2 separate regions of the Rattus norvegicus genome follow, and region 1 is linked to region 2. Evidence: chromatin contacts called from public Hi-C data. All regions are on one chromosome and are shown on one strand. Each heading gives the region's core, a stretch centred on a gene start, on an enhancer-like site or on the middle of the called end of the contact. The rest is flanking DNA. Distances are from core to core; before and after follow the strand shown. Region 1 overlaps Lmo7 (LIM domain 7). Region 2 overlaps Lmo7 (LIM domain 7).

The links. Hi-C and Micro-C count contacts between places; a contact is called where the count stands out from the background.
Region 1: a contact with region 2 is called in a Hi-C map of the A7r5 cell line, with 4 times the contacts expected there. The contact joins two enhancer-like sites. A contact is called at or near these places in 2 of 12 Hi-C or Micro-C datasets (the A7r5 cell line and hepatocytes).

What each region holds. Positions count from the first base shown.
Region 1 is chr15:85,177,156-85,181,044 of GRCr8, reverse strand. Lmo7 (LIM domain 7) reads right to left here. Exons shown (of 31, transcript NM_001001515.2): 28 at 1,780-2,055; 29 at 6-114. Among named protein-coding and RNA genes, the nearest start is that of Lmo7, 200 kb to the right of the region's middle. Within about 2 kb of position 1,419, at least 2 of the 93 cell types and tissues checked have an H3K27ac peak or open chromatin away from gene starts, as enhancers often do. A contact at or near this core is called in the A7r5 cell line, where this site is marked.
Region 2 is chr15:85,035,609-85,039,495 of GRCr8, reverse strand. All of the region lies in intron 1 of Lmo7 (LIM domain 7), which reads right to left. Among named protein-coding and RNA genes, the nearest start is that of Lmo7, 56 kb to the right of the region's middle. Within about 2 kb of position 2,340, at least 15 of the 93 cell types and tissues checked have an H3K27ac peak or open chromatin away from gene starts, as enhancers often do. A contact at or near this core is called in the A7r5 cell line, where this site is marked.

The sequences.
Region 1 (3,889 bases), core at 170-2,669, 140 kb before region 2:
CTCACCTTAAAACAATGTAAATGATAACAAAGACCCAGGGTCTCGATGATCATGGCGGCTCCTTTGCCCAGAATGCTATTACAGTAGGAGCACACACGTTTCCCACTCACTGACCTAGACATGGAACAAGAACGGAACGGAGGCTTTCACCTGTGCTGTGCAAGGTTGGCATTTAAAGTCACACTCAGCATTGTTAGCAACGAAGATATAACTTAAGAAAGGATCTGTATATCTGTGGGAGAGAAACCTTCAGCAGCCAACTAAAGCATGACTTCATTACATCTTGCACTGTCTCGATGGAGGCCCTAGGGATGCGATTCGTCCATTTGCGACTTTGATGGCATTCCCCTTTGATTACGAATGGACTCACCAGAATCTCTGATCTTTTACATCCTTTTGCTAATTCAGTTGGCCAATACACAAAATTCCACTTGGGCATTCCACCCTTGGGGCCATCTGATTCTCTGTAGTTTGCCGTCTCTAAATTACTTTTTACCCCTTCTTACTCATTTTTCTGGTTAGAAATCTAAACACCTTCTTGACTCCACCTCTGTTGAGAATGACGTCACATTGCCTAAGAGCTGCAGATGAGCCCGGGATGGGGGTTTCCTAGGGCTAAAGGGACAACCCTTCATCCTCATCCTTACTGTCCCACCCCTCCAGAAGGAGCACAGTACTACAGTCCCACTAAGGAGTGGGGGGTGTGGCTATTGAGCGTTGGAGGAGAAGAGAGCCACCTGCTGGACACAGACCTTCCCTGCACAGAAAATCCCAAGACTTGTCCCTAGCCCTCCCCTGTCCTATTCTCACACATGGGGCCCCAGTGGGAGAGTGAGTGACTTCTGCAAATTCCATCAACCCCAAGAAACTGACTGTAAGTCCTCCTCACCCCTTCTCCTTTAATTCAACACCCTAACATATTTTGTGGATCTTGGTAACTGTAACATTATTTTGGACTGATAGAAAGTATTTTCTTATCTCAGTCTAATACTTCACAGCTTAAAAAGTATCCAAATAGAAATGGATTTCTACCTCTAATTGTGATGGAAACTAGAACTCCTTTAGGATCACAACAGAGGACTGTGCACATCTGAAAACACAACCCACACAAACATCAGCCCCACCCCCCATAGCCCAGAGGCAAGTAGCCATTCAAGATGCTACCTAACTTTCCCACCTCCCAATATAACACATGAACTACAGGAGCCAAGTGATGCGGCCTGAGCAGAATGCTAGCAGATCAGGTAACAGACAAAGCAATCCAAGACTCCAAACACAAGATCAAACCTACAGGATGTTTCTTTAAAAAAAAAAAAAAAATCAGTTTGCTATGCCGCCATTTTATCATGACTTTCTTTCACATTCCATTCCAATGAATTTCTATTCCAGTGCCATTAAAAGTCCAACACTTCATAATACTGCTCTCGCTCATAAATATGACAAGCATTCTCGAGCCACTGTATCATTTGGCGATGCCACATGGTGATATATCCAGACAAATCTACCATCTGAGACACTGACCAAAAAGCACAGGCAACAGAGAGCCTCCAACATGCAAACATGTTGACGGTCTTCAGTACCTTTACCAGACATCTGTAAACACTGGGCAGGCAGCAGACAGAGGCAGGAGAAAGCCTTCTCAATGGCTTTGATACAGAAACACCAAATTCCATGCACTCAAGAGGACTTGGTTTTCTTCTTTACTGGGTCATTTGGGGGATGTTTCAATGAAGGAACATCCATAAAACTAAGACAAGGGGACTGCACAAGAGGCCTTACCTGTTACGTAGCTGAGAGCCTGACTGTGACATCGAAGGAGAATGGCTACGTGGAGAGGGAGACCCCGGGGAGGTCTTCACTGAGCCAGCTAGAGGCGGTACCGCAGAGGATGGGTTCCGCATGTAGGCACGGTTTGACGTGGACAACAGCTGTGGTGGCAGGCGACTAAAGTCTTGAACAGAGGAAGATGCGTAGACTCCTGCAGGCTGGCTGTGCCAGGAGGACTGCCTCCAAGATCCTGGCCGCTGGGAATCCAGATTGTCCAGAGACTCCCCTCTGAAACACAGGAGGTGGTCACAGGAGTAACATGAGTCACTCAGATTGAGGTCACCTAACAGACGCACCATGGTGGTCAATGTAAGGCCCCCTTTATGTATTTTCTGGGCTGCAACTAATCTAGTTCCAGTTACATATATCTTTAACAATAAAATCATTCTACACTAGAGGTACTGTAGCATTTCATATTCAATAACCTTATCTGGAGTGGTTCTTAGACAAAAGACCAAGTATCAAGTGGGAAGAAAACGACTTCTTAAAGAAAAGTTAATACTAGCAGTCAGTCATCCCTAAACAACAGGTTAGACATAGAAACCTCAGTCTTTTAAAATTCAACCAGAAAATACATTTTAAGCACATAAGTATTGAAGTATTTTCACAGACGTATTTCACTTAATTTTCACACAACAGTACAAGGGTGGTTTTAATCTCACACAAGTTACCCTGACCAGATCAGGAGTTCGTGGTTGAGGCCCTGGCTTCAAACCAAAGTCCCCTGAACCCTCTGCAACCCAGGCCTGCCTCCCAGACACTCCCTTTTGCCACCCCAAGTCCTATGTGTCAGCAACTGTTCAGTGTCCACATAGCAGGAAATAGAAGATACCCTGAATACAGGATTAGCTCTTCTACAAAAGCTAGCTCTGGATTGTGCATGCCTCTCTAACTGTTGATTTTGTTAGTGTGTTTAAGTCTTTCTTCCTGCCAGAAGCTTAAACAATAGAGGGGTTTTTTTTAGCTTAACATTGTATGCAATGCAGCGTTACAATATAACTCTCCACAGGGAGTGGGTCAAGAAGCACAGAAGGGTCTTCTGAGAGTGGGCAAAGGGTCCTTATTCCCTTACTTTCTTTCCATATCCGCCCTAATCCTGCAAAGCAGCAACCCTGAATTGTGTGTCCTTACAGATTTTTCTCAGATATGGAAGGAAATAATAACTCATACGTACAAATTTGCATATGTACATTAATACAGGCGTATATACTATGTACTATGTAACAGTCCTCAAAAATGGAAACAATATGGTTTTTATTTATTACAACACTGTAACGTTTGCAACACCTAACATAGAAGATCCTGAATCCTGGTCTTGCCTCATCATGGGATGAGTCAGTTGTGCCCACAGAACCATGCACTGCTCTCCTGTCCAGTGCCATCCACTAAAGCTGGATTTGACCATGTGGCTACTTTAAAGTGTAGGGCACCAGCAAATATATGATATATATGGAGAGTGATAAGCATTTTCATGTCCGGAACTGTCTTCTGAAAGATTCCTCTTTGAAAGTTAGTACCACAGCAGGAGGCAGCTCCCGAAGCTGTGTGGGAAGGGGATTACAGTCCAAGAGCTCTCTCCTGCTGAGCCCTGGGACCTCTTCAGGAAGGCTCAAAAGTGCAGTGCATTGCTAAGACATACAGTGCTAACCCATGGACATTTTACACATTCAGAGTCATTAAAGAAACAGTGAATACATGATGGAGACCTGGGGTTGGGGGCAGCCAAACCATTACTATCTCTTTTATTTAAAAGAAAAAAATGTCAACTCTAAATCTATGGTTGCTCAAGTGCCAAAGCCAACACCAGGCAAGGAACAGACCAGGCAACCCCTAATAGTAGTAATAATAATAATAATAATAATAATAATAATAATAAATGATAATAATAACAACAACAACAATTTAGTGTGCTTATTTAAATAAGGAAAAGACACACAAAATTTACTCCATCCCTAAAGCACAAGAGGCCTCCTTACCTCCTGAGGTGGTGAGCGCACACAGTGCGACCTGCACTTTTTGATACTTGAGTCTAATGGCTGTACTGCTGTCAACTAGGCGCACC
Region 2 (3,887 bases), core at 1,091-3,590:
AAAGTAATTTCTGACGGAGGACAAGTTACACCCCAAGTGCCATAACCCACTTTAATCTTATAGTCTAAGCTAATCTCTCTAAGTGACTGTAGCAATGGAGCCCAGAGGTAAACACAAGTGGGAAGAACTAAGTAAAACTATGAGAAGAAAGGAAGATTCCCTTCAGTGCTGACAGTAGGCACAAAAGCCAAGACTACATGAGCCCTGTTTAGACGCAAGTTAAGGTCTCTGAAAACATCCAACTCCCCAAAGGTGCTCTTTTCACACATTCTAGTTCTACGTTACTACGTCTAAAGAATAAATTGTCTCCAAACGTAGGTCCATACTCGAATTTAACCTGTAGCAAGTGGTACAGAAAGTATTCAAAAAGTCGAGAAAAGGGGCTGGGGATTTAGCTCAGTGGTAGAGCACTTACCTGGGAAGCGCAAGGCCCTGGGTTCGGTCCCCAGCTCCGGAAAAAAAGAACCAAAAAAAAAAGTCGAGAAAAAGTCTCCCCAAAGCCCTGACTAGTGCAGGAGTTATTTTTCCCAGATCAACGAGTTTTTAAGTAGCAGGTCTACACGTCGTAAGTGGATGTGAAGATCCATTATCAGAATATTTTAAGTATAGTTATAATGCTTAATATAATCACGGGCTTTTGGGAGTCAAAAGATGCTGCTGTTTTGTGCAGAAATGTCTCACACACAAGGACAAGTCTCAACAAGGACGTGCCTCACCTCCCCGTGAATTCCCGTGAGAGTCATCACTGTGGGAAACATTCCTTTTCAGAAATGGTGTGTCTACATCACAGTTACAGGTTGAAGAGTCCTACATGGACTTCGAATTGAGGTTCTACCCTTCGGTGACTTCGGTGTAAGCTTGGCATTGAGAGACAGAGTTCGTATGTCTGTGACATAAGCATGTCTGCTCACGATTCTCCTCGGAGGTCTACTCCTAAGTCTGTCTGTGGTGCTAATCGACAGCGATGCAGTTCCTCAGAAATCTGCTTGTCAAGCTTCCAACAACCAACTCAGCAATGAATGAATTCCCAGGAGGCAAAGACAAGGTTACAATTCTGTGCCCACTTTGAACTCAGAGAAAATGAAAACCTTTTCTCTGCATGAACTCTCTGGCACAAACATTTATATTTACGGAGCATCGCTCATGGCAAGCATAAGAAGTGGGTGTAACCCAAAAGTTTATCAACCAGTGAATGAATAAACTGACTACAATGAAAACCATATAGCGAAACATCACTCAGATGACTCTTGGAAACAGGTAGAAGGAAAGACGCCAGACAAAAAAGGTCACTGTGTGTCCTTGGCATTGTGAGTGACAATTCCACAGAATTAAGATCTCCTCGGCCCATTTATTATCTTTTTTCCTTACTTACTTCATGTGTTTTCAACACATGAAACCTAAAACACACCTAAGAGCATTAACAAATAGGGCCCCAGCACTTGGGTGTACAGACGCCCATTAGCTGTCTTCTGCAGTGAGCCACGCTTCCAACAACAGAACTGTTAAGAAATCCCTTCCTCAGGCAACTTACATGGTGAGTTCTTCTCCTTAGACTCTTTCCGAGCCTTCGGAGGTCTCAATCACATTTGCGGTTTACCTCAAAAGTTTAACTTACTCATCTAAAATATGCTCGACCAAGAACTAGTTTCATTTGTACTTACTGGAGTGATTTGTTTAAAACTTAGAGAATAATTCTTAAATACCATTTTGGAGCTTAAGACATATAACATACCACATACATTATAGACCCATAGAAATTAACTAATTGGGTTTCCTCCCCCAAATACTGATGACCTTAGGAATCCTTCTTGGGGCAACCCAAGGACCTCCCTTAGCAATGTTGGTGCAGTAATGGCTTCCCTTTGAAAACAGAGAACAGTATCTGGACAGCATTACCTCACAACCAAGAGTGACTGACCCTGAGCCATGGGGGGGTGGGGGGGGAATGTTCTCGCTGCCCTTTTGCCTCCTTGCCTGGTTTGTGAACACCACCTCATAGACACGATATTCATTCCATAGAATAACTCTAACTGAGTCTAAGATTAGCTGCCTATGGAGCTAGTGAAACATAACCTAATCCCTAGGCCTTTCTCTGGAAAATTCTGATTCAAACAACTTGGGCTGGCCCAGAAATTCTCTGACTCAGGGTGTCACTGAGACCTGACTCTGAGAAGAACTGTTTGGATGAGAAGGACTTAGGACCTGCCATGAAGGCCGGATCCCGCCGGTATGTGTTTGATTTTGAACAGGTACCTCGGGCTTCCTTATGAGAGAACAAATTTGCACCAACCGTCACCTCTATGGAGGCAAACGAAACTAAGCCTGAAATCCGTCTCTGCTCTCTGCTGCCACTGTCTGGCACATTCTCAGTACTGCAGGAGTCTAAAATGTTAATGACCAGATCCAGGCACATTATTAAAAAGTATTTCAACAAAACAGCTCATGTTGAGGTTTAAAACGCAATCTAAGGTGGTATTGGGTGAAAGTGGGAAATATTTTTATAATGCCACAAAAGTGTAGCCTTCATTGTGTTCCCACAGAACCATTGTTGGACCACTCGGATAGATTTTTGACGCTTTGTATGTAAACGTTTGTATATTATAGAATCAGTTTACCTGTAGATTCGGGATCCTCCGTGGAACAACTTAGTATAGTTGAAGTAATATTAAGAGTAACTGGACACGTAGTTCAGTGCTACAACACTGTCCTAGCATAGTTGAAAGCCTGGCTTCCATCCTCAATACTAGAAATGTATATGCATTTTTACAGAAAGAAATCCTGACATAAAAAGTGTTCAGATGTCAAACTCGTACTCATTCTTAAGACTTCTGAGAATCTCCTCAGTCCTCTTAACGATTTCCCTCCCCCAGCTTGTGAGCTGGGGCTCAGGAGCATGGCTAACACAGAGATCTGCTTCCCTGGCCCAGGGTTACCACGTGGCAGGCAGTATAGGTCCTTGCATGACTAAGTATCCAAACTGAGCAGAGCCTGTGGCAGGATTGGACTGTTTAGGAAGCGGGAGCGCATGGGTTAATCGTGAAGGCTCCAAAGGAAGATTTGCTTCACCTGGGCTGTGAACCACTTCCTTGCTTCAAACTCTGGGGCTCGCCCGCCTTACAAATGTTTTCTCACGGTGGCAAACTGCAAGCAGCAAATTGTTTTAGACATGTAGCTCTGGCCGGTCCTTGGAGGCCATCCTGCCTCAACTTTACTCTCCCAGAGGAGTACGTCATCTAGAAGAATCTTGCCCCACTCCTCACCTCCAATACAACTGGGGGAACAGCCCTCTGAGAGCCAAGCACACCTCACTTTCTGTGGAAATCCTGGGATTTACGTTTTCTGCACTGCCCAAACTCAAATCTCAGAGTCTTTGTCCTTCCTCATCGCTCCAGATCCACATACCCCAACCACACAGGTTCTAGTCGGCTTCCAGCACAGATATGAATCCAGTCTCCTCTGACGGATGGATGGATGGCTCACCCTTCATTTCTGACTCTTGGATACATTTCAAAATCGACTTTGCACTCCTTAAAAATAGCCATCTTGCTTTGGCTTTCCGAAAGTCACATCAACCAATACACTCAGGCTCCTCACCTCTCAGCCCCCATATATGAAAAACTCGATTCCACCCAAACCTAGTTCTTTCTTTCCCTCCTCCGTTTCCAAAATTTAAATGGCATCTCTCCAAGGCCTCCCCAAACACTGCGATCCTTTCCTCCCAACATCTATGGGACACCAAGTTACTAAACCACCCGCTGGGTAATTATAATACCATTTAGCTTTAATTCACCGTTTCTTAAGACCATTCTTTTCTATCCCAGACCAAAAGGTTACTGAAGTCGGGAATGTCGCCCAAAGATGTCTGGTGATCTTCCTGCACCCAACAG